Linked DNA regions of Mus musculus: regions 2, 3, 4, 5, 6 and 7 are each linked to region 1. Evidence: chromatin contacts called from public ChIA-PET, HiChIP or PLAC-seq and promoter capture Hi-C data. All regions are on one chromosome and are shown on one strand. The core of a region is the stretch at or near the end of the contact, and the rest is flanking DNA. Distances in the headings are between cores, read along the strand shown.

The links. Promoter capture Hi-C pulls out the DNA fragments that hold promoters and counts their contacts. ChIA-PET counts read pairs in DNA pulled down with a chosen protein or histone mark. HiChIP or PLAC-seq counts read pairs in DNA pulled down with a chosen protein or histone mark.
Region 2: an RNA polymerase II ChIA-PET map of memory CD8 T cells shows a contact between it and region 1, with 6 read pairs. The contact joins the promoter of E4f1 here to the promoter of Srrm2 in region 1. A contact is called at or near these places in 2 of 39 promoter capture datasets (cranial neural crest and frontonasal cranial neural crest) and 2 of 115 datasets of contacts at active chromatin or transcription factors (astrocytes and memory CD8 T cells).
Region 3: a FOXA1 HiChIP or PLAC-seq map of pancreatic cancer cells shows a contact between it and region 1. The contact joins the promoter of Ndufb10 here to the promoter of Srrm2 in region 1. A contact is called at or near these places in 2 of 115 datasets of contacts at active chromatin or transcription factors (bone marrow-derived macrophages and pancreatic cancer cells).
Region 4: a promoter capture Hi-C map of cranial neural crest shows a contact between it and region 1. The contact joins the promoter of Eci1 here to the promoter of Srrm2 in region 1. A contact is called at or near these places in 1 of 39 promoter capture datasets (cranial neural crest), 1 of 484 Hi-C or Micro-C datasets (embryonic stem cells), 1 of 115 datasets of contacts at active chromatin or transcription factors (memory CD8 T cells) and 1 of 9 other capture datasets (adipose tissue).
Region 5: an RNA polymerase II ChIA-PET map of memory CD8 T cells shows a contact between it and region 1, with 17 read pairs. The contact joins the promoter of Tbl3 here to the promoter of Srrm2 in region 1. A contact is called at or near these places in 3 of 115 datasets of contacts at active chromatin or transcription factors (bone marrow-derived macrophages, memory CD8 T cells and pancreatic cancer cells).
Region 6: a contact with region 1 is called in an RNA polymerase II ChIA-PET map of memory CD8 T cells, with 5 read pairs. The contact joins the promoter of Abca3 here to the promoter of Srrm2 in region 1. A contact is called at or near these places in 4 of 39 promoter capture datasets (cranial neural crest, hippocampal neurons, liver and 1 more) and 2 of 115 datasets of contacts at active chromatin or transcription factors (memory CD8 T cells and pancreatic cancer cells).
Region 7: an RNA polymerase II ChIA-PET map of memory CD8 T cells shows a contact between it and region 1, with 34 read pairs. The contact joins the promoter of Pkd1 here to the promoter of Srrm2 in region 1. A contact is called at or near these places in 1 of 39 promoter capture datasets (cranial neural crest) and 1 of 115 datasets of contacts at active chromatin or transcription factors (memory CD8 T cells).

What each region holds. Positions count from the first base shown.
Region 1 is chr17:23,801,633-23,805,275 of GRCm38.p6, forward strand. Srrm2 (serine/arginine repetitive matrix 2) reads left to right here and starts at 1,593. Exons shown (of 15, transcript NM_001368687.1): 1 at 1,593-1,766. Gm52285 (a long non-coding RNA gene) reads right to left here and starts at 2,140. Exons shown (of 2, transcript XR_003952234.1): 1 at 2,058-2,140.
Region 2 is chr17:24,453,983-24,457,391 of GRCm38.p6, forward strand. E4f1 (E4F transcription factor 1) reads right to left here and starts at 1,410. Exons shown (of 14, transcript NM_001301784.1): 1 at 1,153-1,410. The coding sequence starts at 1,306.
Region 3 is chr17:24,723,152-24,726,699 of GRCm38.p6, forward strand. It overlaps Ndufb10 (NADH:ubiquinone oxidoreductase subunit B10), which reads right to left and starts at 1,272. Exons shown (of 4, transcript NM_026684.3): 1 at 1,036-1,272. The coding sequence starts at 1,183.
Region 4 is chr17:24,424,312-24,428,078 of GRCm38.p6, forward strand. Eci1 (enoyl-Coenzyme A delta isomerase 1) reads left to right here and starts at 2,372. Exons shown (of 7, transcript NM_010023.4): 1 at 2,372-2,431; 2 at 2,542-2,628. The coding sequence starts at 2,392. Rnps1 (RNA binding protein with serine rich domain 1) reads left to right here. Exons shown (of 9, transcript NM_009070.2): 8 at 91-232; 9 at 775-1,587. The coding sequence ends at 874.
Region 5 is chr17:24,706,401-24,709,866 of GRCm38.p6, forward strand. It overlaps Tbl3 (transducin (beta)-like 3), which reads right to left and starts at 1,253. Exons shown (of 22, transcript NM_145396.4): 1 at 1,124-1,253. The coding sequence starts at 1,164.
Region 6 is chr17:24,350,108-24,354,042 of GRCm38.p6, forward strand. Abca3 (ATP-binding cassette, sub-family A (ABC1), member 3) reads left to right here and starts at 1,916. Exons shown (of 33, transcript NM_013855.3): 1 at 1,916-2,144. It overlaps Abca17 (ATP-binding cassette, sub-family A (ABC1), member 17), which reads right to left and starts at 952. Exons shown (of 31, transcript NM_001031621.3): 1 at 861-952.
Region 7 is chr17:24,548,403-24,552,096 of GRCm38.p6, forward strand. Pkd1 (polycystin 1, transient receptor poteintial channel interacting) reads left to right here and starts at 1,548. Exons shown (of 46, transcript NM_013630.2): 1 at 1,548-2,075. The coding sequence starts at 1,861. It overlaps LOC115488769 (a long non-coding RNA gene), which reads left to right and starts at 2,082. Exons shown (of 2, transcript XR_003952238.1): 1 at 2,082-3,694.

The DNA.
Region 1 (3,643 bases), core at 343-2,842:
CCTGGAAAAAGGACTTTTAAAAATTAATGGGAGTAGGCTGGAGGGACGGCTCAGTGAGACCTTAGAATTGTTCATTCAGAGGAGCTAAGTTTGGCTCCAGCACCCACCTAAGCTGCCTCCCAAGCCCCTTAACCGTATCTTTGGGGGATCTGACCTCTGACCTCTATAGGCACTGCACGCATGTGCACCTTCAACAGACAAACATGCGTATATTTGTTAACACACTAAGTTAAAAGAAGGAGGAGGGGAAGACGAAGATGAAAAGGAAGACGAAGAAATATGATGAGCAGGGAGTGCTGAAAGACTCCGAGAGGAGCCCCTCGCTCAGGCCTCAGGACAATATCGGACACCCAAGAACTCATGACAGACCGAGCTTGTTGCAAACCACATGAGGCTTTATTTGGGGAAAGCCAGAGCTCTGGGGACAACTCATATCCCACGCAGGGGTAGAGGAGTCGTCCTCGAGGGGAAAGAGTTTCCAGTTTTTATAGGCCCTCAGGGGGGAAAGGAGAAGGGGGAGATTAGGGGATTTCCAGATCTAAACAATGTCTATTCTCAAGAAATGGGTATGGAGGGGTACAAGGAGAGTCTAATGAAGGTGCAGCAATGAGCACACACCTGGTCAGAACATTGGCAGACACACAGGTTCAAGGAGTGGCCAGAGCATTGTGCACCTCTATTTTTCTAAATCAGTGAAGCTAGTTCTGCTAACACTGACGTCTATCTTGCCAATTTCAGGGCTTCTGTGTCCTTTTACATTCTGCCAGGATCTTTCAGTGCCTCAGTGGTGGGGCCCTTGCTACCGAGTGAGAGGCACTGGGACAAACTCCCGGAACCGTGCTATAGGGCCAGGAAATGGAACTGCATTCTCACATTCCTCCACTTACATGGCATAGTCTCTATAGGCGAAAAGTAATCACTTAGTCTCTTTGCCCAAAGGTAAGAGAAAGTATTTTTTAGTGGTCTGCAAGCCCCACTTCAGATAGGACTACAGAGGTGGAAACTGTGGAAAGCACCGGATACTGGGCCAGAAGCCGGGTTCAAGTGGCTCCAGAGCTGTCAGGTGGCTTGACTCTGAAGCACCTCTTCCTGCGAAGAAGACTCGGTGCTGTGGGGCCTCGTACACATTAAAGAAAACCATGGTCACAGTGACTAGGTAAAGCTGCTGAGCCACTGCCACCCAACACGGTCACATAAAATGGCGACCCTGCCTAGCGGAGGAGTCTTACGCGTTTTCTCTCTAAAACCGAACTACAGCTCCCAGAACTCTGTGCGCGGAAGGCGTGCGTCTGAGCTACTCCCGGGTGTTGTGGGTTGCGGCCCCCGCGCCCCTCCCCCCTCCTACAGAAGTTTTTTTTCAGCCGACCTTGCAGCTTCGGTACGGAGCCACGCCTTTCCCCGCAGTGCCCGACGGGACTCGGGGTTTTTCGACTTTTCAGTAGCACGTCCCTTCGCCTAAGGTCCTCCTTGTGGCTTCAACGCCTGCGCACGACGCACTACGGTTCCCAGAGGGCCCAGCGGCTCTCATGATTGCGTGCTGACGCACTAGGTCGTGCTGACGCGCAACGCTGCCCAGGCGGGGTGCGAGTGGCGCAGTCGAAGCCCGCTGCGGCCCCTGAGGAAGCGAGGAGGCGGCGGCGGCGGCGGCTGAGGCGGGCGGACCGACGAGGCGGCGGCTTCAGGCTCCGAGGGATACGAAAACTTAAGCAGCAGCTGCGGCGGGACCTCCCTGTTTGACAGTCGGCGGCCGGAGGCGGCGGCGGCGGGTGAGAGAAAGGGAGCGCGCTAGCCGGGTGGGGGAGGGGCGGCGGGCTGGGCCGGAGGCTAGAGCGCGGGGAGAACGGCCCAGGCCGCCGCGCGCACGCGTGCTCGTCGCCTCGGCCGGCGCGGTCGCCTTCCCTTCCTCCCCTCCCCCTCCCGCGGTTCCTGGGACGCGCGGCCTTCAACTCCTCCGCCCCTCCCCCACACGGCCGCGGCGCGCGCGGCCGCCTGGTCTCGTCCGCGCGCCCCCGGTGAGACAGCATTGCGCGAGGCTCTGCTTCTCTCCTTTGCTCTACCTGGGGCTGAGGAGGCCGTCGTTCCGCGGTCGTCCTCTTCGGTCTTTTAGGGGGCGGGGAGAGGGCGGCAGCGGAGGTACTTGTCCCCCGCCCGAGCTTCGGACCTGCTGGTACCTCTCCTCGATCGGCTCCGGCGTGGGTCCACGGGCCCTGCTAGGGGCCTGAGAAACGGCCAGAGCCGCCCAGACCGCGGGGCGCCGCGTGGCCCCCTCCCCCCTCCTCGAGGCCGAAAATAAGCTGGGCTGCCCAGTGGGCGGCGGGAGGAGGCCTTGAACTTTCGGAGGCCAGGATTTAAACCGTTCGTCCTCGTTAGTATCAGAGGCTGTGAGTGTGTGCGTGGGGGTGGGGGATCCCCAAGTCTTAAAAAGTGAGGATAATAAAACCGCGAAAGTATTCAGCCTGCGTGTATAAGGAAGACCAATGTGCTCCTTTCAACCCTGTTATTTTATTTCTTTTTTACGGTTTGGTTTTATGAGCTAGGGCCTCTAAATAGTCTTGGTTGGTCTGGCACTAACCGTGTAGATCAGGCTAGCATTGAACTCAAGAAATCTGCCTGCCTCTGTGGGATCAAAGGCATGAGACACCATGTCTGGCTCCTACCCTGGTTTTTGTTTTTTGTTTTTTTTTTCCCCGGAGACAGGGTTTCTCTGGCTGTCCTGGAACTCACTCTGTAGACCAGGCTGGCCTCGAACTCAGAAATCCGTCTGCCTCTGCCTCCACACCCGGCTCCTACCCTGTTTTTAAAAAGGTCTCCTCAAATATTAAAGCTAAGCCTTTTAGAGCTTTTCGATGGGGAAAAAATTCTTGACTTAATAGCCTGGCTTCAGTCAGCCATTACTTGGTGATGACGTTCTTCCTTGCTGTTTCCATCTTACAGTTCTTTTAAGATGTCTCTTAATTGTGGATTCAAAAGGAAACTATTGCCTTTTTCCGTGGGAGTGGGGCCTAGGCCTGGATGTATACTGTAGCTTGTATGTTTCATGGTGCCTATGCAGTCAGTAGTGTCTCAGCTCTGAGTTCTCTGTATTTTTTACTCAGCGTCCTTTTCCTTGATCATTGCTGTTCTCTCGGTCGCTGTTTCTTGAATATCTTAGTTTGCTAATTTTCTACCTCTTTGTATTTTGGCATTCTGATAAGTTTTCCTCCCTTGCCGGCAATTTGTTCTTGGAGAGGCTTGCATGCTTTGGGCTCCTGTTTTAAATACTTCCTGGTTTTGGTAGTTGTGGTTTCCCTTTTAGTGTTTCAAGCATTGTTTTTGGCTGCTGGTATGTAAGTCCCCCCTCCCCCTTTAGCTCGTCTCTGAAAATTCTCCAAAACTGTGACTCTAATACTTTTTGCTTAGCTTTCATTCTTCAGGTAGGGTGTGGGAGGATTTTTGTGTGAAATGGTGAAAATATGAGTGGTTAGAAGGACTGTTAGGTGAGAAAGCAATATAAGCCCTAGATTTAGAGTGAGGAAGGATTGGTTTTTCTTTTTCCAAGACTATCAAGAGTGGTTGTTAGAAGGTACTACAGAAACATTAGAGGGGGGGGGCTGTAAAAAAGGTTTTGCATTTCTTAGATTTAGCCTTATCTCTTACTCTTGTT
Region 2 (3,409 bases), core at 160-2,659, 650 kb after region 1:
GAGTCAGGACCATCTCTGTGAGTTCAAGGCCAGCCAAATCTACATAGTGAGACCCTGTCTTTAAAAAACAAAAACAAAAACCAGGAACTCAGCTGGATAGTGGTGGCTCATGCCTTTAATCCCAGCACTTGGGAAGCAGAGGCAAGCAGATTTTTGAGTTCGAGGCCAACCTGGTCTACAGAGTGAGTTCCAGGACAGCCAGAACTATACAAACACTGTCTCAAACAAACAAACAAACAAACAAACAAACAAAAAACCTAGAAACTCCAAAGAGTTCCCTGAGACGGTAACTGACTCTCTCCAAGCTGAAATAAGGGAAAAAAAAATTACAGTGGGACTGAGTTCTTTCATGACAAAGAGCAGCAATATACCAGTAATACTTGTCAAACCACTTCCTGTCTGATCAAATCTACAGCTCCGTGGAACTAATGCACAGGAGATACCCAAACCACCTCTAAAAAATATCAGCACCTAGAGACGTAATCCTTGGTGCCAACACAGCCCTCGGCATACAGACACGATTTTAACTCTTTGCCATACTCCTAGGAAAAATTAAAGGGTTTAAGAGAGGAGTTACAGCCCCGGCTCCAATCTGATCCTTGACAGGAACCAGATGGACGACCTTGAACCTCAATTATCTCCATCTCTGAAGTGAATAGTAGTAATGATAGTTCGCCTTTCGAGCTTGGTTTAAGTAATGGTACAAGTCGGATTGAGCGGGGGGTGTTCCGCACATTCTTGGAAGCGTTGCTCCACCCCGTAGGGAAGGCCCAGGTCCTCAGTGGGGCGGTGCCGCCTCCCCAGGTCAGGTCCCTAATCCCTGTCTGACAGAGCGGCCCCGCCTCCAGTCTCCAGCTCCGCCCGAACTAAGGCCCGAGTGGCAGAGGAGAAGCAGAAGCTAGGGCTGATGGGCGCTGAAGAGGAGCGAGCGATGTTTGTTTGGCCAGATCGACCCCAAGGGGCTGGAGAAATGGGCTCCCTGTGAGCCTCTGCATCTGGCCCAACGGGTTAGAGGCAGTCCGAAGGGAAACCTGTGAGAGTTGTGAAGGTTTACAGACACTCGAGTAGCCAGGATCCGGGCGAGACCGTACACCGCAGCCCGGACAGAGCCGCCCGCACCCCGGCCGCACCAGGCTTCGGTAGGCTCGTTACCTTCCTCGCTGAAGGGCGCTGGGAGCCCAAGGAAGCCGCCGGAGGACAAGGCCGCCGCCGCCGCAACCCCGCCCTCGCCCGCTTCACGCCCGGCTTCGGCCCGGGCTTCTGCCGTATGAGCGGCCGTCACCCGCACTGCCATCGCGCCCTCCATGTCGCAACGCGCCACAGGAAGATGGCGGATTTACGACCATGTCGTCATAACAACGGGCCGCACCGAGGGCTGCGTGTCCGACAGGCAGGGGGCGGGACAAAAACGAATTTGACGGACAGGCAAAAAGGCGGGGCTATGGGTTGCGGTCTAGCGCGTCAGTAGAGGTGGAGCTTGGCTCTTTGAGAGCCATCAGCGCCAGACATCAGGGCGGAAGTGGGCGTGGCTTGTGTTAAATTGGCAGGACTTGGTCCAAAGTGAACTATCCGTGGAGTAAGAACTCTCCCTTTCTCTCACTTTTTTAAAAAAAGATTTATTTACTTTATGTATATGAGTACATGTACAGCTGGTTGTGAGCCTTCATATGGTTGTTGGGAATTGAATTTTTAGGACCTCTGCTTGCTCCGGTTGCTCTGGTTGCCCCACTTGCTCAGGTCAACTCCACTTGCTCAGTCCCTGCTCGCTCAGGCCTAAAGATTTATTCATTAAGTACACTGTAGCTATCTTCAGACGCATCAGAAGAGGGCGTCAGATCTCTTTACAGGTGGTTGTGAGCCACCATGTGGTTGCTGGAATTTGAACTCAGGACCTTCAAAAGAGCAGTCAGTGTTCTTAACCGCTGAGCCATCTCTCCAACCCCTTCTCTCACTTTTTTGTTTTGTTTTTTTAATGTAGTATGGTTTGTCTGCATACATGTCTGTGCACCACGTGCATGCCTAGCGCCCGTGGGGCCCAGAAGAGGGTGTCTGACCTGGAACTGGAATTACAGATGAAGTTACATGTAGGTGTTGGGAAATGAACCTAGATACACAGCCAATGTGTTCTTAGCCGCCCAGAGAATCTGAACTCTTTAGGGTTGCTACCCAATATAGAATCCTGGACTCAGACCTGGGTTGCAATGTCAGAATTTCCTGGGCATGAGAAAGAACTCCATTTGGAGATAGTTCGAGTGCTCCTTTCCAAAGACTTTTTTTGTAAAGATTTATTTTATGTATAGGAGTACACTGTAGCTGTACAGATGGTTGTGAGCCTTCATGTGGTTGTTGGATATTGAATTTAGGACCTCTGCTTGCTCTAGTCAACCTCGCTCATTCAGTCTGTACTCACTCTGGCCCAAAGATTATTTATTATAAGTACACTGTAGCTGTCTTCAGACACAACAAAAGAGGGCGTCAGATCTCATTACAGGTGGTTGTGAGCCACCATGTGGTTGCTGGGATTTGAACTCAGGACCTTCAGAACAGTCAGTGCTCTTACCCACTGAGCCAGCGAGCCAGCCCCAAGACTTTTATTCGGTATATGAAAAGTATTGAAAAGTATACATAAAAGTGACCATTTGTGACATTTAGTACACCGACTGAGTTGAGCGCTTATCACCAAAATTGGTTAACTGATTGGTTCATTGGTCGATTTGAGACAGGGTCTGGCTTTGTAGCTCCCTGTGGCCAGTAACTCGGTGGCCCCGGTAACTTGGTGCTGGGAATATGCCTGACTTAGTTCTAGAACATTTTCATCATCAAAACCTGTACTGACTGTAGCTCATTTTGGTAGCCAGCTCACCTATCAAGCACAAAATGAATAAAATAAAATAAAAAATGAACAGAGTATCTCAGGTTAATCCCAACATTTGGGGGATGATCCTTAGCTAAATAGGGAGTTCAAAGCCAGCCTAAGACATAAGAGAAGGGGGAGAAGAGAGAGAAACAGAAAGTGAGTTATTGAATAATATTGAAATGCATCGTATAAACAATGCATTTATATTTCATTTACAGTCAACTTGTATCTATCATTTTGGCTAATATAAAGTGTTGCTCTGAACATTCTTGTATAATTTGCTTTTATATTTTTGTATTGTTTCCAAGTCCCTTTTATTTATTTTTATTTCTTTATTTTCCTTCTCACTCTGGCCCCACTTGCTCTGGCCCAAAGATTGATTGATTTATTTATTTATTTATTTATTTATTTATTTATTTATTTATTTATTTATTATATGTAAGTACACTGTAGCTGACTTCAGACACACCAGAAGAGGGCATCAGATCTCATTAGAGGTGGTTGTGAGTCACCATGTGGTTGCTAGAATTTGAACTCAGGACCTTCAGAAGA
Region 3 (3,548 bases), core at 22-2,521, 920 kb after region 1:
AACTCAAGCAAGACCCAATGGCAAATTACACAGCAGAGTTCCAGACACAGACATTTCTAAGATGCTACCCAAAAATGTAGTTGACCTTACTGCAATAATGCACTTGGGACTGGCTTGAAAACCATCTTTCTAACCCAAGGACCACCTGTAAGCCAGGGACAGTGACAAGTGTCTAACCCAAGCTACTGAGCAGCTGATAAAGATATTTGCTATGTTTGTTGTCCTGTATAACATTGGAGATGCTGTCTCACAAAGAAGCCACCACAACCGGACCCTCAACACTAAGGAAAAAAAAAATCTTAAGCATGCTGTGCACCCCTAATGCTGGATAAATGAGCTGCTTTGCTTAAGCCCAGCCTGATCCAGCTGCTGCCCACCGTTCTGGCAAACAGGTTGAGTGGATCGTTCTCTGGGACCAGGGATAGACATTTAAAACACGGCTTTGCCAGGTTAAACTGTGGTCCAAAGAGAACAAAATTACCACCCTGGTCATGCAGACGGATACAAACGGTCCATTTCAACAAGGGCTTATTGACTGGCTACTTGTGTACAACAAGGAAAGCTCCTTGCAGGTGGGTTAGATTCCTGTTTTTGGTACTTTTGTACCAGGCTGGCCTCAAACCCAGAGATTCACCAGCCTCTGCCTCCCCAGTGCTGGGATTAAAGGCATGCACCACAACCTCCCGGATTCCAACCTCCACCGCTTAAAAGAACGACCGGGGTCGACGAAAGGTTAGTTGGGGTTCTGCTGAAGACAGAAAGGATTATAGACAGGGTAGTCCCGGAAAGAAGTGGACTATCCTGCGGTGCAGCAGGGTAGACGGGAGGGCGTGGGAAGTGATCTGGAGTGACAGCACCGGGGCGTCTCAGATAAAAGGTAGAGGGTATCTTAGATGCACTGGGGGAGATTGAGACGATTCAGGGTGCGGGACAGCGGCATGCAGCGGGTGGTGGTTTCAGGGGGCGGAAACTGGATGTGGGATCCGCGGGGTAGGGGGGATCTCCACTAAGCGGGCGAAATTCTAGACCCTGTACCTCTCACGAGGGTCACGGGCCAGTCCACGACGAGGTCGTAGGCCTTCGTCAAGTAGGTGATGGGGTTAGGGAGCGAGGTCTGCGGCGAGGGAGCAGGCGTGCGGCTCGGGGGCTCCGGGTACACATCCTTGTCCCAAGAATCTGGCATGGCTTAAGCAAACTCTCCCCACCGACCTTCTACTCGCTCCACGTCCGGATCCGCTGGGCCCGCTAAGGACGCGGGACCTCTACGCCTGCGCAGAAAGGTGACAGCTGCGCCTGCGTAGTGGGCAGCCGCGAGGCACCATGGGATAGTGGTTCGCCTCTCGAGCACCCCCTTGTGGTCCCCAGCGCTCTGAGGCATCCTGTTTTTAGTTGGACAAAGATCACCAAATGGCTGGAAATGCTTTGCCCTGACCTACCAGCTAAGATAGCAGGGAATATGGTGAACATGGCTTGGAAGAGTACACACACCAGTCAACAACTGCTCTAGACTCTGCCTAGGTTCCCTGGGGCTGGTGGGTCCCAGTGAACCTCGGGACTTCTCTGAAGATGCAATCCTTGGAGGAAAAGGGTCCGCCACCCTAGGCACAGTGCTTCGCCCTGCTTCTGGTGGTTCTGGTCCTGAGCACTTGTGTCCTGAATTGTTCACTGTCCAGGACTGCACTGCCAAAACTCTTGAGTTTATGTGTTTAAAACCTGGTTTTGCAACCTGGAAATCCTCACTTATGTGTCATCTAGGTGCTGGTCACCTCCTGCCAGAGTTAGGGGCTAAGAAACAGCTATTAGCTGTAGAGATTTATCATAATCTAGTCTAATATAGACATCAGTTGTGACACCTAAGTCAGACCCACAAATCTTATCATTTTGGTAGCATAGAATCTTAGCATGTAGTGTAAAACCACTATCCCCAAGGAACATTTTAAACCTAATGGAGTCAGTAATTTTACAACTACAGAATTTTGATTGTGTAATAAATAATGTGCAAGCCTTTGATCCCAGCACTTGGGAGCAGAAGCAGGTGGGTCTCTGAGTTCGAGAAACGCTGTCTCAACAAGCCAAAAACAAAAACCTAAAAAGACACATGGGCATAGTGGCACAAATCTGTATTTGGACCTACATAAGGGGCTGAGCTGGGACAATCATTGGAATCCAGGAGTTCAAGATCAGTTTGGGGAGCCAGATATGTAGTTTCAGGCCTATAAGCCTAGTATTTTGGTGGCCAAGGACAGGATTGCCATGAGTTCAAGGCCAGATGGGTTATAATATGAGACCTTTTTTCTTTTTTCTTTCTTTCTTTCTTTCTTTCTTTCTTTCCTTCTTTCTTTCTTTCTTTCTTTCTTTCTTTCTTTCTTTCTTTCTTTCTTTCTTTCTTTCTTTCTTTCTTTCTTTCTTTCTTTCTTTCTTTCACAGGGTTTCTCTATATACCCCTGGCTGTCCTGGAACTCACTCTGTTGACCAGACTGGCCTGGAACTCAGAAATCTCCCTGCCTCTGCCTCCTGAGAGCTGGAATTAAAGGCATGAGCCACCACTTCCTGCTGAGACCTTTTCTCAAAAGAAAAAGAAAGGGTTGGAAAAATGGTTTAGCAGTTAAGTGGTCTTCAAGAGGTCCTGGGTTTGATGCCTACTGCTCATATAGTGGTTCATAACTGTCTGCAACTCCAGTTCCATGGGATCTGATGCCCTCTTCTGGCCTTCAAGAACCCTAGGCACACAAGTGGTACACAGACATACACAGAGGCAAAACACACATACACATAAATAAAATAAAATCTTTAATTAAAAAAAAAAGGAAAAAGTCTGATGGTAGTGGTACCAGCTTTTAAAGATTTATTTATTTATTATATATGAGTACACTGTAGCTGTCTTCAGATACACCAGAAGAGGGCATCAGATCCCATTAGATGGTTGTGAGCCACTATGTGGTTGCCGAGAATTGAACTCGGGACCTCTGGAAGAGCAGCCAGTGCTCTTAACCGCTGAGCCATCTCTTCAGCTCTGGTACCCACTTTTAATTCCAGCACTTGGGAGGCAGAGCCAGGCAGATATCTGTGAGTCTGGTCTACACTTCCAATACAGCCAAGGCTACACAAAGAAACCCTGTCTCAAAAACAAAACAAACAAAAAAAACAACCAATGAAACAAACAAAAACAAAACAAAAAACAAGAAGACAAAGAAAAGATAGTGAAGTAGAGGCCATGGAGGGGTGCTGCTCACTGGCTTGTTCTTCAGGGCTGATTCAGCTTGCTTTCTTACAGAACCCGGCCCCACCCACAGTGGGCTGGGCCCTCCCACATCAGTCATTAATCAAGAAAATGTGTTACAGGCTTATCTATAGGCCAATCTGCACTTGATCTTAGCCAAAAAGCCAAGAAGCGATCTATAGGCCAATCTGATTGGGGACATTTTCTCAATTGAGGTTCCCTCTTCCCAAATGACCCTGGCTTCTGTCAAGGTTTCTTTTTTGATAAAAAACAAAAAAACCAAAACAACAACAACAACAAAAAAAAAAACCCCAACTTGCCAGAACAG
Region 4 (3,767 bases), core at 1,122-3,621, 620 kb after region 1:
CTGGGATTTCAGGCATATACTGCCACACCACAAGTGAGCTATGTTATATGTTAGTCAGAAATTTTATGGTTTTGTTCCTGTTTTCTACAGGACAAATTGATGGCCAAGAGATCACTGCTACTGCTGTGTTGGCACCCTGGCCTCGGCCACCACCTCGGCGATTCAGCCCCCCTAGGAGGATGCTTCCACCACCTCCCATGTGGCGTAGGTCACCCCCACGGATGAGGAGAAGGTGAGTCAATTGGGAATTGTCCTTAAGCCAGCTTGCTGCTTTGTAGGTTTTATAAACCTAAATGGCTGTGGTAACTTTTAGTCCTTTGGGGTTGGATGTAGAAAGCAGGTCAGCATGTGGTACTGGGAGTTGGCCAGAGAAAGGACAGTCAAAATCTGTGGTGTTGACAAGCAGGTGAGTCCCTTCCAAGGAACCAGTTCAAGAGTCTGTGCTGTCGTGGGTCCCAAGAGACCCTCTGTCTTTCAGGCAGGGTGGCATACGCATTTAACTCTAGCACCTGGGAGGCAGAGGCAGGCAGATCTCTGGGAGTTCGAGGCCAGCCTGGTCTGTGGATCTAGTTCCAGAATAGCCTGCTATATACAGAGAAACCCTGTCTCGAAAAACCAGAAGGGGGCGGGGGGGGGGCTTTCGGGTGAGACATAGCAGAAGCCACCGTTTGGGGTTGTGAACAGAAAAAGAATTGTCTTAGAAAGGCCAGTCTGTCCCATAGCTGTGCTGTTTGAATATTGCACTCTTGGCTGACCAGGCTTCTCTTCCCACAGGTCTCGATCCCCAAGACGCAGGTCCCCTGTGCGTAGGAGGTCTCGCTCTCCTGGCCGCCGCCGCCACAGGAGCCGATCCAGCTCCAACTCCTCCCGATAAGCAGGGACATTGATTCGTACCTCTGTAACTTATGTTCCCCAGACTCTGTTTTGTCCTTTTCTCTAGCCAAGTGAGGGTCTGTAGAGAAGGATCCCTTACTGGGTACAGCAGTTGAGATATCTCCTCTACAGAAGGGTTCTGGCTTGTAGAGCTACTGTTGGTTCACGGCTGCTCCCATAGAGGTGCCCTGTAGTTTTCTGGCTAGAAAGTTCATCCCTTCAGTTCTTGATAGGCTGGTAGCAGAGCCAGCTGGAACCTATGGCAGCACACGGATTTCCACAGATGACCCAGAACCAGACAGCCTGGTCTAGCCCCCGCTGTGCCACACCTGTGCAAAGGACCACACTGCTCTTCTGTTCGGCCGACCATGCCCTGCTGAGTACGCTTCAACTTAGAGGGCTAAAACCTTTGAAGGATTCCTCCACAAATGGTTACCTTTCTGTCCCCGTGTCTCTGTTACTTTCTAGAATTTGTGAGCCAGTTCTACAGGGTCCTCATGAAACCTACCCCACCCCGTTGTCACCTGCCATTCATGGTGATGTTGCAGGTTAACCTTGGCAGTGTGTACATTGCCCCTTTTTGCTTTTATTGTACAGTCAGTACTATAAAATTTGTTTTGAGTTTTATAACTTTGTAGCATTTTAGATAAGGTTGTGTTTGTACTTGTGTAGAGTGAAAGGACTGTTGAATAAAACCTAGGATTAGAATGCAAATTGAGTGCTGGTTTTACTGTCTGTCTTAGTCCAGAAGAGTCATAATTTGTATGACTCAACTAAGAACTCACTTTGAGTTTAATCCCCAAAGTGGCATTTCTAAAAGCCAGGAGGACAGGTGGTGAGACGGCCTGGGGCTCAGAAGCTGACTCTGCCTGAGATGCTGCCGCCGCAGGAAAACTGGGAGGGACAGTTCTCTCTTCTGTCTCATACTGGTGCACCACAGAAGAAAAGTCTTAACCAAGAAGGAAGACTTCAGCCCGGCGTGGTGGCGCACGCCTTTGATCCCAGCACTTGGGAGGCAGAGGCAGGCAGATTTCTGAGTTCAAGATCAGCCTGCTCTACAGAGTGAGTTCCAGGACAGCCAGGACTACACAGAAACCCTGTCTCAAAAAACCAAAAAAAAAAAAAAAAAAAGAATAAAAGGAAGACTTCTTGTGTTTGTGCCCCTTGAGTATTGAGTCAAATAAAAATGCACTATTTGGGGCAAATAGCCTAGGTAAAGCCTCCCAGTCACCCCTGTGCTGGCAAGGCCGTCTGTTTTTCACTACGGTGCCAGCCTTGATTTATGGTCCTAATCCCAGCTCTGCAAGTGCCTCTGAGCTCTGGCAGCTCGCCCCAGCAGAATGAAAGCACTCTTGGACACACACCCTGCCCTAACTGGCACAGGGGAAACCCAGTCCTCTGGACGCTGCGGACTGGCTAACCTTGGCCTTGTGGGGCGGGGCCGGCCGGAGAGGAGGAGTCTGCAAGGCCGGGCTGGAAGCGAAGCCGCTGGCTCTGTAGTCCCCACTGATATCCAAGATGGCGCTGGCTGCTGCGCGTCGCCTTCTGCTGCACGCGGGTGCGTGGCCCGGGCGAGAGCGCTGGTGCAGGGCCTCACAGGGCTGGGTGCGCGGGCGGCGGTGGCGAGAGTCTGGGCGTGCTTGCTAACGTGCTCCGGGCTGTCTGCAGGATCCCGCCTCGGGCGCAGGGAAGCGGTGGACGGCGCGCGGCGCTTCGCTAACAAGCGGGTGCTGGTGGAGACGGAGGGCCCGGCAGGTGAGAGGGAGGGAGGGCCACATCTCGTTCATGTCCTCGGGCTCCGAGCCCACACGGTCTGTGAGGTCGGGCTGACGATGAGCTCTTGGAATTCCCAAAAGCAGGGAGTGAGCATAAGCTCACATAAACTCAGATTCTGATTAAAACCTAAGTTCATACCGGGCGGTTTAAATGACAGAATGGGTGAGTTTTTAAAGCTTTGGTTAAAGTTCCTAAAGTTATGGTCTGTTACTTAAACTATTAGTTAAGAATGATTATAGCTTGCGGCGGTGGCTCATGCTTGTAAACTCAGCTGAAGCCAGTCTGAGCCACGTGAGACAGTGTCTCAAAAATCTCACAAAAATGATTGGGAGCGTTTTTGAATATTTTCCTAATACTGGAATGTGGCACAGCAACATTTTCCTAGTTAATGTTGGGTCGCTCCCTGCCCACAACAGAAGGAAGCACCTCCCCTCACAAGCAGAGGCAGGAGGATGGTGAAGTTGAGGCCAACCTGGGCTACGGCTGGAGCCTGCTTTTCCTGTGCTGTTTTGTTTTTTAAAGTGACGATGCGGGGAGAGGGGGAGATTGTAATTTTCCAGGACAGTGACAATGCACTTATGGAAGAAAAACCTGGGAGGGGAGGACAGAGCTAGGGCTAGAGCTTAGGATCACAGTCTATAGGGGGAGGGAGCATTCAACCTAGACATGGAGGTCAAAGTCTGCAAAGTCTGGATTCCCCCCCCCCCAGAGTGATAGAATATGAGTGCACTGGAGAGAGAAAGAAGTGCCTTAATAGTGCCAGACCTGCAGGCTTCAATCCCAGTACCACAAAAGGAAATAAATAAAAATACTACAATAGGTAGCAGTAAAAACTATACCATGGCAAAGTCAGTGGATTATACACTTAAAGGTGACAAGATGTTTAGACTATCATGTAGATGTCATCACAATTTAGAGTAATAAGGTAGTGGCATATATTTTTACATGTATATATTTACCTATATATTTTATATATAATTTTAAGTAATAAGTACGTAACTTATGTATCTCTAGTGAAAAAGCAAAGGTAAAATAGCAACTGGTTTTATTTATTTTTTTTTTTGGTTTTGTAGAGCCAATGGTCCCTATATTTCAAAGGCAAAATTTAAAAGTCCATA
Region 5 (3,466 bases), core at 3-2,502, 900 kb after region 1:
ATGGGCCTGACTCAAGGTGAAGGAAGCCCAACAGCCCAGGCTTCAGCACTGAGGTCTTTTGGGGGCTCTCTACTAGTTGTGGGAGGCCAGGAATAGTAACATACTCTCAAAGTCTTGACCAGTAGGCCCAGCATGCCACCCCACTCCTCCAGCCTCAGTGTCATTTGGTTTCTCCCGACTAACAGTGACTTCTGGGATCTGACTAAAGCTGCCCTCTTTTCCACTCCCTCTACTGCTTTGGTCCAAGCCGATGAAATTTTCTGGGAGGTAATGGCGGTGGCCATTGCAGTCTCCTCAGTGAGTTTCTTACCAGCGCTTTCATCTCTGTTGTCTAATGACTTCTAAAACAACTGAGGGGTGTCTCTGCAGTGCCTAAACTTCCCCTTCTTTCACACCTCACATGCTTTTGTGACATTACCCTGCCTGGCCCAGAAGGACTTTTGCCTGCCTTCCTTTCTTTCTTTTCTTTTCTTTTTTGTTTGTTTGCTTTTTGAGACAGGGTTTCTCTGTGTAGCCCTGGCTGTCCTGGAACTCACTTTGTAGACCATGCTGGCCTCGAACTCAGAAATCCGCCTGCCTCTGCCTCCCGAGTGCTGGGATTTAAGGCGTGAGCCACCATGCCCAGCTTTGCCTATCTTTCTTAATAGTCAACACCACAGCGTCACTGCTCCTGGCCCAGGCACTATAACAGGTCATTTGCTTCTGCCCTCTATTTGGGCTGGGCTGGGCTTTCCAAATTCAAATGCTCTGCCCTCCAACCTCCTAAGTCCAGTCCGTGGAAGTCTGCCCATCAAAATAAAAGCAGCGTCGGAGACTCTGCAACCAGTTAACCCATCAACAGAGATGCTGTCAGCACCGAGGCTTTTCTTTGCAAGAGCTCCCTTGCCATAATCCATTCCACTCAGTGACAGATGGAAATTAGTTATCTGAAAACTGCACACTATGAATAAAGGCAGAGCCTCTTCCTATCTTAGCACTAAACAGCAGCTGTTCACAGGGGAACTGACTGAGCTCAGGACTCAGAGCCCCCGCTATCACAATGAACACCCCTCCTAAACTCCTGGCTCCCTTTTCCGGTTCCTCCCCATTTCCCTTCGGGTCCGCGCCTCCTCCGAGGACTTACTTGGCTTTGAAGCGGCACAATCCCGCCGCAGTCTCGGCCATGTCCCAGGGCAGCGCCTCCAAGTTCAGCAGCCTTTCTCCCCGCGTGAACCGGCCAGTGTGCTACTCTGTACTTCAAGGCACGCGGTGATGACGTCAGGAGCCGCAACTCCTTGACGCCATCAACATGCGCGCCGGGAGACCGGCTGCTGCCACTGGGAGTGGGAGCCGAAGGCATATCCAGTGTGGATGCTGGCAGCTGGCAGTAGAACGTCTTATTTACTGTTTTCATTTGGGTCTGTTTTCCTTTCCTTTCCTTTTTCCTTTCCTTTCCTTAACTGTCCTGTCCTTTTTTTTTTTTTCTTTTGGTTTTGTTAGACAAGATGTCTTTTACAACAACGGATTGGTGTCTCGGCGGTGCTTAAAGCTTCCCCTATCGCCGGGCGTGGTGGCGCACGCCTTTAATCTCAGCACTGGGGAGATCGAGGCCAGCCTGGTCTACAAAGTGAGCTCCAGGACAGCCAGGGCTATACAGAGAAACCCTGTCTCGAAAAACAAAAACAAAACAAAACAAAACAAAACAAAAAAAGCTTCCCCTATCACATGCTTCTGTAGATCTTGTCCAGGACTTTCGCCTCTGTGCCCCGCCCCCAACCCGATGTGTGTTTGTGTGTGTGTAACTGTCTGTCTGTCTCGCTCTCCTTTCCTCCTTCCCTCCCTCTCCCCCCACTCCCTTTTGTGTTTTTCGAGATACAGATTCTCTGAAGCACTGGTTGTCCTAGAACTCGTTCTATTGAAGATCTGCTTACTTCTACTTCGCGACTGCTGGATTTAAAGGCGTGTCCTTCCGGCTTGTTTTCTTTTCATTAAAAATTAATTTGTAGCCGGGCGTGGTGGCACACGCCTTTAATCCCAGCACTCGGGAGGCAGAGGGAGGCGGATTTCTGAATTCGAGGCCAGCCTGGTCTACAAAGTGAGTTCCAGGACAGCCAGGGCTATACAGAGAAACCCTGTCTCGAAAAACCAAAAAAATAAAAATAATAAATAATAAATAAAAAATAATAATAATTTGCAGGGCTGGAGAGATAGCTCAGTGGTTAAGAGCATTGGCTGCTCTTCCCGAGGTCCTGAGTTCAATTCCCAGCAACCACATGGTGACTGACAGCTGTTTATAATGTGATCTAATGTCCCTTTCTGGCATGCAGATGTATATGTAGATAGAGCACTTTATAAATAAATTTTAAAATTAACTTGCAGGCTGGAGAGGGCTCAGTGGTGAAGAGTGCTGACTGCTTCTCCAGAGATCCTGAGTTCAATTTCCAGGAAACACATGGTAACTCACAAACATACATAATGAGATCTAGTGCCCTCTTCTGTCCTGCAGTCGTACATGCAGGCAGAACACTGGTTACATAAATAAATCTTAAAAAGAAAATTAATTTACACTCAGTAAGCTGAGGTAGGTGGATCTCTGAATTCAGGGTCGGCCTTGTCTATAGCATAAGTTTCAGCACAGCCAAGGCTACACAGAAAAACCCTGTTTCGGGAAAAAAAATGATTAAGGAAGAGTCTGATTATGTATTCAGTTAGTTTTAGGCTGGTCTGGAATTGTGTGATAATCTAGACTGGCTTCAGGCTCAAGCTCTTTCTGTTTCAGCCTCTCTGATACCCTCAAGTTATCATTTAGTGTGTGTGTGTGTGTGTGTGTGTGTGTGTGTGTGTGTGTGTGTGTGTGCGCGCACGCGCGCGCGCCACACATCTGCCCACTCCACATAGTATATGTATAGACAGAGGACCTGGAAATAACTTCTTTCTTCCACTGTGTAGATCCCAGGGATTAAACTCAGATTATCAGGCTTGGCAGCAGTTACTCAGTGAGACATCTCAGACATCTCTCTAGGCCAGTTTGTGTGTGTGTGTATGTGTGTGTGTGTTTCTGAAAACAAGCAACATGGTCTTTTTTTTTTTTTTTTTTGGTTTTTCGAGACAGGGTTTCTGTGTGTGGCCCTGGAACTCACTCTGTAGACCAGACTGGCCTCGAACTCAGAAATTCGCCTGCCTCTGCCTCCCAAATGCCCGGCGCGCAACATGGTCTTTATTGGCCTGGTTGACTTGAAACAATCTAGCCCAGGCTGGCTTTGAACTCACAGAGATTCCCCCTGCCTCTGAATCATGAGTGCTGGAATTAAAGGCATGTGCTATTACCACCCTCCTTCCAGGCCTTTTTATCTTAACATGGATTTTTAAAGTGCTTTTGGCCTAGGCATGGTTGGAGATACCTTTAATCCCAGTACTCAGGAGGCAGAGGCAAACAGATCTCTGAATTCAAGACTGGCTTGGTCTACTTAATGAATATCAAGTCACC
Region 6 (3,935 bases), core at 666-3,165, 550 kb after region 1:
TCAATACACAATAAAATGAGACTTTGACACCAGACACCTACTTTGTGAGATTCTGAGGAACACGCATCACGAATACTCTCAACCTCGCCTTTGCCTAAGGGAATTCTAAGTCACCCAGCTCTGTTCCTAGATTTAGTTCTGCAGAACTAGGCTTAGGTTTGGAAAGGACTAAAGAATTTAAGTTGAAAATGGCAAGTACTGTTTTGAAAGAAAAGCGATTAAGTTTAACGTCCAGTTCCAGTCAGCCAGATTCATACACCTCCTATCATGAAATAGAGAATGGGAGAGACATTTTGGGTTGGAAGGATGATGGAGAGAAAGTCTTTGGGGACAAAGTCTTTTGGAGATGTTTACAGCACACCAATAATCCAAATCCCCACCTTGCTTTAATTGTCCCCCCATCTCCCCCAACACACACCGCTACATGCTTGTTACAACAGGCACATACTGCCATTTAAGTGCCAGGCATGATGATAATCCCTTAAGCATGCACTTTTCTCATTTCACTTTGGAAAAAAAGTGGTGGTTGTGGGGGAACCGCAACCTTTGAATACGCTATTACTACCATTTCAATTTTAGGAATGAGAAATTAAGATTCTGGAAAATACAATGACTTGAATACACTAGTGAAGGACTCAAGACCTGAAGCCAGGTCTTTGAGACTCCCTTTATTCGGCAAACTTGACTAGAGCATTTCTGGACAAGGTGTTCTAGGACCCCAGGGAACTGACCATGTACCAGGCAAGGGCTCTTTTCTTAGGGAGTCCATCTTCTGGTTAGCCATACAGGACCCTAGAGAGCGAGAGGTTATGACCACAGTGTAACTGGCATTGATTCGGAAGTCACGATCCCAGGGTTACCTTAAGGCTAGGCAGGTCTGGTCCGCAGCCCGGAATCCGGGGAGGGCTGCGCCTCACTCACCGCAGGCACCCTGTCCGTGGCCACGGGCACTGAAGGACCCGCTGGATCGCCCTCGACGACTGTTGGCCCCGCGACACGGCCACGCCCACGCTCAACCCCGCTTCTCCCGGGCCAGCCGCGCGGATGCCCAAGCTGCAGCAACCTGTGATTCCAATGCCATTCCCTCCTGCCTGGGCCGAGGGCACACAGATGTTCGCATCCTACTGTCTGAAGGAACCACAACCCCCTCCCACCTCCATGCCTGTCTACTGCCTGAAGAAATCCTAACGCCCCAATCTCCTGTCCGAGGAAACTCTACCGCCCAAGAGACCCCGACGCCCTGCCTTCTGCCTGAGGAGACCCAGATCCCTGAGAACCCCCTCCCACCCTGACTGTATTCTCCTAGTGGTGCTGCTGGGCTGGACCGTGACTTTCCCTTTCCTAGCTGTGGGCTGTCGCCTCTGAAAGGTTCCTAGACCTAACCTCACTAGGGCTTGGGTTCCTCCTGCTGAGAGCAGAAAGTAGCACTTTCTCTTGGTGACAAGAGTGAGATGGGGAGAGAGCCCTGAAGAGAAAGAGGAACTTGAATCCCGCTGCGAAAGTGAGATTCTTGATGTTACAGCCTCAACTGCTTTGAAACACATTTGTCCAGAGATGAGCTTCAGGCCAGCGACCCCGGGGCTCAGAGCCCCAAACTAACGCCTACTGTTTGCTGGACGCGAGCAAGGGCGTGCTGCACGATCAGTGGCGGATGCGGAGAAAACCCGCAGGGGCAACCCATCACGCACGCTCACCCCACCCTACAAGCGCTTGCCCACTGGAGGTGAGACCTGCGTGGAGTACTGCGCAGACGCACGATCCGGAATGTTGAACTGGGAGGGGTGCACGCGCTACGCAGAGCGCCCTCTGTCGGAGCTGGGCAACATGTGCCAGGCACTGCGCAGACGCTGAATCCAGAGCTTAGGCGAGGCTGAGCCGGCCGGGGGCAAACCCGGGGCACCTGCAGGGGCGGCCCAGTGCGCACGCGCGCTCCGACGCGCCCCCCCACCCCCTCCAGGAGCCGGAGCTTCCTGGTGCGTTCTTCCACCCGCGCCTGTCGCAGGCGCCTCCTCTCTGCCCCGCCGCCTCAGTTGTCAGCTTCGGCCGCAACCGCCCCAGCAAGGCTGGAGCAGGACCGGGAGTCTAAGGGAGGGAACCTGGCGAGAGAGCTGCGCAGACCGCCGCCACCCTGGCGCTGAGGGTCGGTGAGTGTCACTAGGACTTGTCACTCGCGCGCTAGCTCGGGGCTCTGAGATTTCCCGTCCTTGCCCGGGTCTCCACTCTGCCAGCGGGCAGCGCCCCAACCTGGGGCCTCCGAGCCCCTGCCTATCGCCGGGACCTGCGGGCTCGCGGACTGACCCTTCGTATTGCTGCAGGTGTAGCTGTCTTGGCGTCCTCATGCTGGGTGTGTCCCCGCTATAGCGGGGTCGCGGGGCTCGCAGGAACCCGCACAGACCGCTGGGTCGTTACGGGGTCTATTGTGCGGGCCTGGCAGGTGGACAGACAGCCGCCGCCCTCAGGCGCTTTGCGGGCTGCGACACAGCAGGCCGGCGGAATGCTCCAGGCTCAACCGGCCAGTGCTGGTCCTGGATGGAATTCCTCCCAGTTCTTCAAGCTTCAGCATCTTCGTTTTCATGAACTTTAACGTAGGGTTCAAGGGATGCTTTGATAGGGGTTGAAGTTGGCGAAGCCCTCAATGTGCAATACAGAACTCGGAAGGGGGAACCACAGCAACTACAGCAACTGTGCTCTGGTCAAGTGTCTCGGTGTTTGGTGTTGGTGCTCAGAATGACCGACCCCGAACTTCGACTAGTTCCTGGGGGTCAGGGCTCCAGCCTGGGGGTCAGGTCCCTGGTACTGCACGCTTGAGCTTTCCCTGTGTGTGGCCCATTTGGGCTTTGTCTTAAAAGGTATTTCTGTCTGTCCCTTTGCCTCCAGGCCTGAACGGTTCTTGTATCATAAATAGGGACTTGGTGTTTGTAACGTGAGGAGCACTCAGGAAATGCTCTCCCAATGAGTGACTGGGGCTTTGTAGTAACAATGTGGAGACCCAGGCAAGGCTTAAGGAACTGAATTCTGCCCCTGTCTCCTAAGCAGCCTTATTTCATCCAGAGAGTTTTGTTTGGTGTTGCCATTTGTAAGCTTGAAAAGACTGAAACCATTTTAGAAAGCTTGCCTCGTGGGAAGTAAGAGACAGGGTGGGGAGAGGAAAAGTTGATTTTTAAAAAAATGAGTGTCATGGGAATCCCCCTCACCCACATTGGTTTGAATTGAGCCCTTGCAAACAGATAATATCTTCCTCTAGGGCAGGCGGCATTCCACCATTCTGACAGAACAGCCTTTCAGAGCATGACCAGGTAGCTGGAGTTCTTCTTAACAAGCCACTAACTTTCCCTGTTACATTGACCAGGCTGTCACATAGAAACTATTTTGACTTGGTCTTAACTGGGAAGGCCTTAGTTTGGCCTTTATGGGCTTTATGGTTTCTCCTTCAGCCCTGCTTCTGGCAATTGGCAGGGGGTTCCTTTGATACACTGAGTCTGCCTAGAGCCACATTCTAGAACTCTCAGGTACGTTCATCAGTCTTCTAATGCGCAAGGCTCCAGGCATGATTCTGAGTCACTAGATGATCCCTGCCCGTAGAGATCTTCAAATGGCACTAATTTACTCACAAGAAAGTGGCTTCAATCAGAAGCAGGCCTGGCCAAATGGGTCAGTGAATTAAGGTGTCTAACAATCAAACCCGACAGGTTGAGTTAGATCCCAGTGACTCACGAGATAACAGAGGGCCAGCTCCAGCAAGTCGCCCTTGACCTCCACACAGACACCATGGTACATGCATGCCCCCCACCACAGCACAGAGAAATAAATACCGTGTTTGGTTTTTATTAAAGAATGGGCTAAGTGGTACAGGACACATCCAGAATAGATGCCACCCGTGTCTAAAGGAGTAGGAGAGCTGAACTGAGAATGCAAGATAGAGTTGTTCCAGAGAA
Region 7 (3,694 bases), core at 298-2,797, 750 kb after region 1:
ATGCTCTGTGAGTTGGTTTTGTTTGTTTGTTTGTTTTTCGAGACAGGGTTTCTCTGTGTAGCCCTGGCTTTCCTGGAACTCACTCTGTAGACCAGGCTGGCCTTGGACTCAGAAATCTGCCTGCCCCTGCCTCCTGAGTACTGGGATTAAAGGCGTGTGCCACCTCACCCGGCTTCTGTGCGTTTCAATATATTTAATAAGGCTGTTCATTCACTCGTCTAATTACGGAACAAACATGCTTATTGGCCCCAAAGAACGTCCCACCCCTTTCCTCCAGTCTCAAGGCACTCATCAACTTCCTGTCTTTGTGGACTTTTCTCTCCCTTTTTAATTTAATTTTTCTTTCCCTTTTTGAATATTTCCTGTGTAGTTCTTGGTATTTGGACGTCTAAACATTTTTTTCAAGGATTACTCCCCGGTGCTATGGTTGGAGTCTTTTCTCTCAATTTAATTTTGTCTTTAGCTCCTGCGCACAAGGATCTACAGTACCTGGAGACTGAAGCCTGAGATGGAGCTGCTTGGCGGGTGGGCGGGTGGTACAGCGTCTCCCCAGCACCTCCGCAGGGTGGTCTGCGCGGAGTGGTGGAGGGCACGGCGCTAAACTGCACCCACTCCAGGTGAGCTCAATCTCATGCATCACTTCTGAGCCTCTGCAGCATGCTCTGGCAGAGGTCCATGATATGACGCAGCAAGTATTTATTGACTCAGGTCGGCGGTACTCTCCAGGGTCAGAGAAGACTTGCGAAGTGGAAGCTCGCACAGCTGGCACCCAGAAACTGTAGGTCGCAGGGTTTTTTGTTTTGTTTTGTTTTTTTAATTTATTATCAGTGTAGAGCGCATGCTATGGCCAGGGTGTTGCGGCCAGAGGACAACTTTGTATAAGTTGGATTTGTGTACGTGGATTTCGGGAGAGGACTCAGCTGATTAGGCTTCCTTTATCCGCTAACCGACCCCCCACCTCCACAGGGTTTCTCGGTATATCCCTAGCTGTCCTGGAACTCACTCTGTAGACCAAGCTGGGCTCTGAACTCAGAGATCCACCTGCCTCTGCCACCCGAGTATTGGGATTAAAGTCTTTGCCACCACCACCCAGTGCTGAGCCCTCTCTTCTGCACCTACTAGTGTTTTTAATATTGTGACTGTTGATTGCAGAAGGCTAGGAGCGAAGAAACCTACTGACTCCAAGAAGGCCTCAACAGCCAGAGGACTTCAAGGGGGAACTCGGGAAAGCAGGGTGAATAGCCATAAGCTCTCCAGCCGTTGTGGGTAGGGGACAGCCTAAGCGGGCAGCTGCTCAAACCGCAGCCTGACTCGGGGCTCGAAACGCCGCAGCAGAGGGGGCGGAGCTTCCTCCACCTTCAAGCCTGGTCTGCAGCAGACCCAGCGGTGCAGAAGGCGGGGCCTCCGGAGGACTCCCCTCCCGTGAGACCCCGCCCACCAAGGCTCACGCTCACTGGGCGGAGCCTCTGAGGGCGCCCTTCCTTCAGGCCCCGCCTACTGCAGGATCTGCAATGAAGAGGGCGGAGCCTGTGAAGGCCTTCTCTTCATCCAGTCCCACCTACAGCCAACTTGGAAGCGCAGGGGCGGAGTCTGAGGGCGCCCCGCCCCACGCCGGAGGTGGGGGAGGAGGAGGAGCTGGCGCTGGGTCTGCAGTGCAGCGCGAATGCGCGAGCAGGCGGCCAAGGCCCTGAGGTGCGGCCTGCCCCAGAGCGCTGAGCAGCTGTCGCACCGCAGACGGGCCACGGCCGCCGCGGCATTCAGCCCCGTGCCGCACCATGAGGTCCGCGGGCCCCTCCTGAACTGCGGCTGCCGGCGCAAGGGGCCTCGGGGAACCGGGGCCATGCGCGGGCTGCGCTGACGATGCCGCTCGGCGCGCCTGCTCTCCTGGCGCTGGCCCTAGGCCTGGGCCTGTGGCTCGGAGCGCTGGCCGGAGACCCTGGGCGCGGCTGCGGGCCTTGCCCGCTCCCCTGCTTTTGCGGCCCTGCGCCCGACGCCGCCTGCCGCGTCAATTGCTCCGGCCGCTGGCTGCAGACGCTAGGGCCGAGTCTGCGCATCCCGGCTGACGCCACCGCGCTGTGAGTAGCTGCGCCGAGGCAGTGCAGGCGGGCAGGCGGTTGCCATGGCGGCGGGCGGCCTGGCTAGAGCATCATGACTGGGTCCGGCGGGAGCAGGGCTGAGGTAGATAGAGCCCTTCTGGAGCTTTGCCGGGCTGTCGGCCGCAGAGCGTGGGCGCGGTCCTGAGCTCGGGCCGCAAGACGCAGCGGGGCCTGGCCGCTCCTAGGGCGAGGCTCCAGCAGGGATGTCGGCCCGACTAAATAAGGAAAACCTTGGACCTCAGCCGGCGTGACCCAGAAGAGTAGCCAAAAATCCCAGTTCCTACGAAGACTGACGTTTTACGTTGCGGGGCTCCTCAAACAGGAGCTACAACAGTGCGTGGGGCGTGGTAGGAGGTTGCGGAATAAACGTTAATTAGAGACTAATTGAGGTGTATCCTGGGGTTGGAGATTTCTGTTGGGGCTCAGAGCTGGCCTCTAGGGGAAGAGTCTCGACAAGAATTTTATGGATGTGTAAGAATTGACTATGTTTAAGGGACAAAAGGTTGGTCCAGCGGCCTGGCCTGAGGTTGGCCACACATAGTGACTGCTGGAGAAGTGTTAGGGAGTAGAGGGTGTGATGGATGTGGGCCTCTAGTGGTACTTAGGGAGGGGAAATTGCCAGGAGGGGTTAAAACATTTGCCATTTCGGCAGTTTTGCCTTCTGAAAGTAACAGGCAAATCTCACTGAGAGATCAACATCTTGAACCAGGCTTAACTAGTCTCTTTTTATAGATTATCACACTTAATTCTTAGTCCAGTTCTCTGGCGTAGAGCCAGACCTCTGTTTTACAGGTGAGGAAAGAAGCTTGGAGATGCGATGTATTTTCAAGGTATCACAGCCTAGACATCATAGCTTAGGTTTGGACCTTTGCAGTGTTGGCAACCAGGGTTGGATCAAAAATGTTAAGAGGAGATTGCAGACTGCAGTAATTTGTCTCAGGATTAACTGATTCCAACCGGTTTTTTTTTTGTTTTGTTTTGTTTTGTTTTTGTTTTTTTCCCCCAAGACAGGGTTTCTCTGTATAGCCCTGGCTGTCCTGGAGCTCACTCTGTAATCCAGGCTGTCCTGGAACTCAGAAATCCGCCTGCCTTTGCCTCCCGAGTGCTGGGATTAAAGGTGTGCACCACCACTGCCCGGCTGATTCCAACCTCTTAGACTTCCTGGGCACTTCAGCCACAGTAGTTCTTGCTGCAATTCCCTCAGGAACTTGTTAAAGTAGAAATGGTCCCTTTCACTGGTTTTTATAATGGGCTTGGTGACTTCACCCTAGTATGGAGCTGAGATTTGGGTTCCTATGATTGTGTTCCTTGACCACTGTAGCATTTGTGGTGCAGCTGTCTCTGGAGATGGATCCCCTTTTGCTATCTAATAGGATCCACAGAATTGCATCTGATCCAGATTTATGGATGCTATGAATGAGGGCACTTCTTTCTCTCTGCTACCTGGTATCTGTAGGAGTCAGGTCCAGCTCCTGTTGGCTCCTTCTTCACCCTCTGCTGACCTCCCAGGAGCTGTCTAGGGAATGAAAGATGAGAGCCTACAAGTCTGTGGGCTCTGCTCGGCAGTGAAGCTTGAGCGGTTGCCCTGGGTTTGGTAC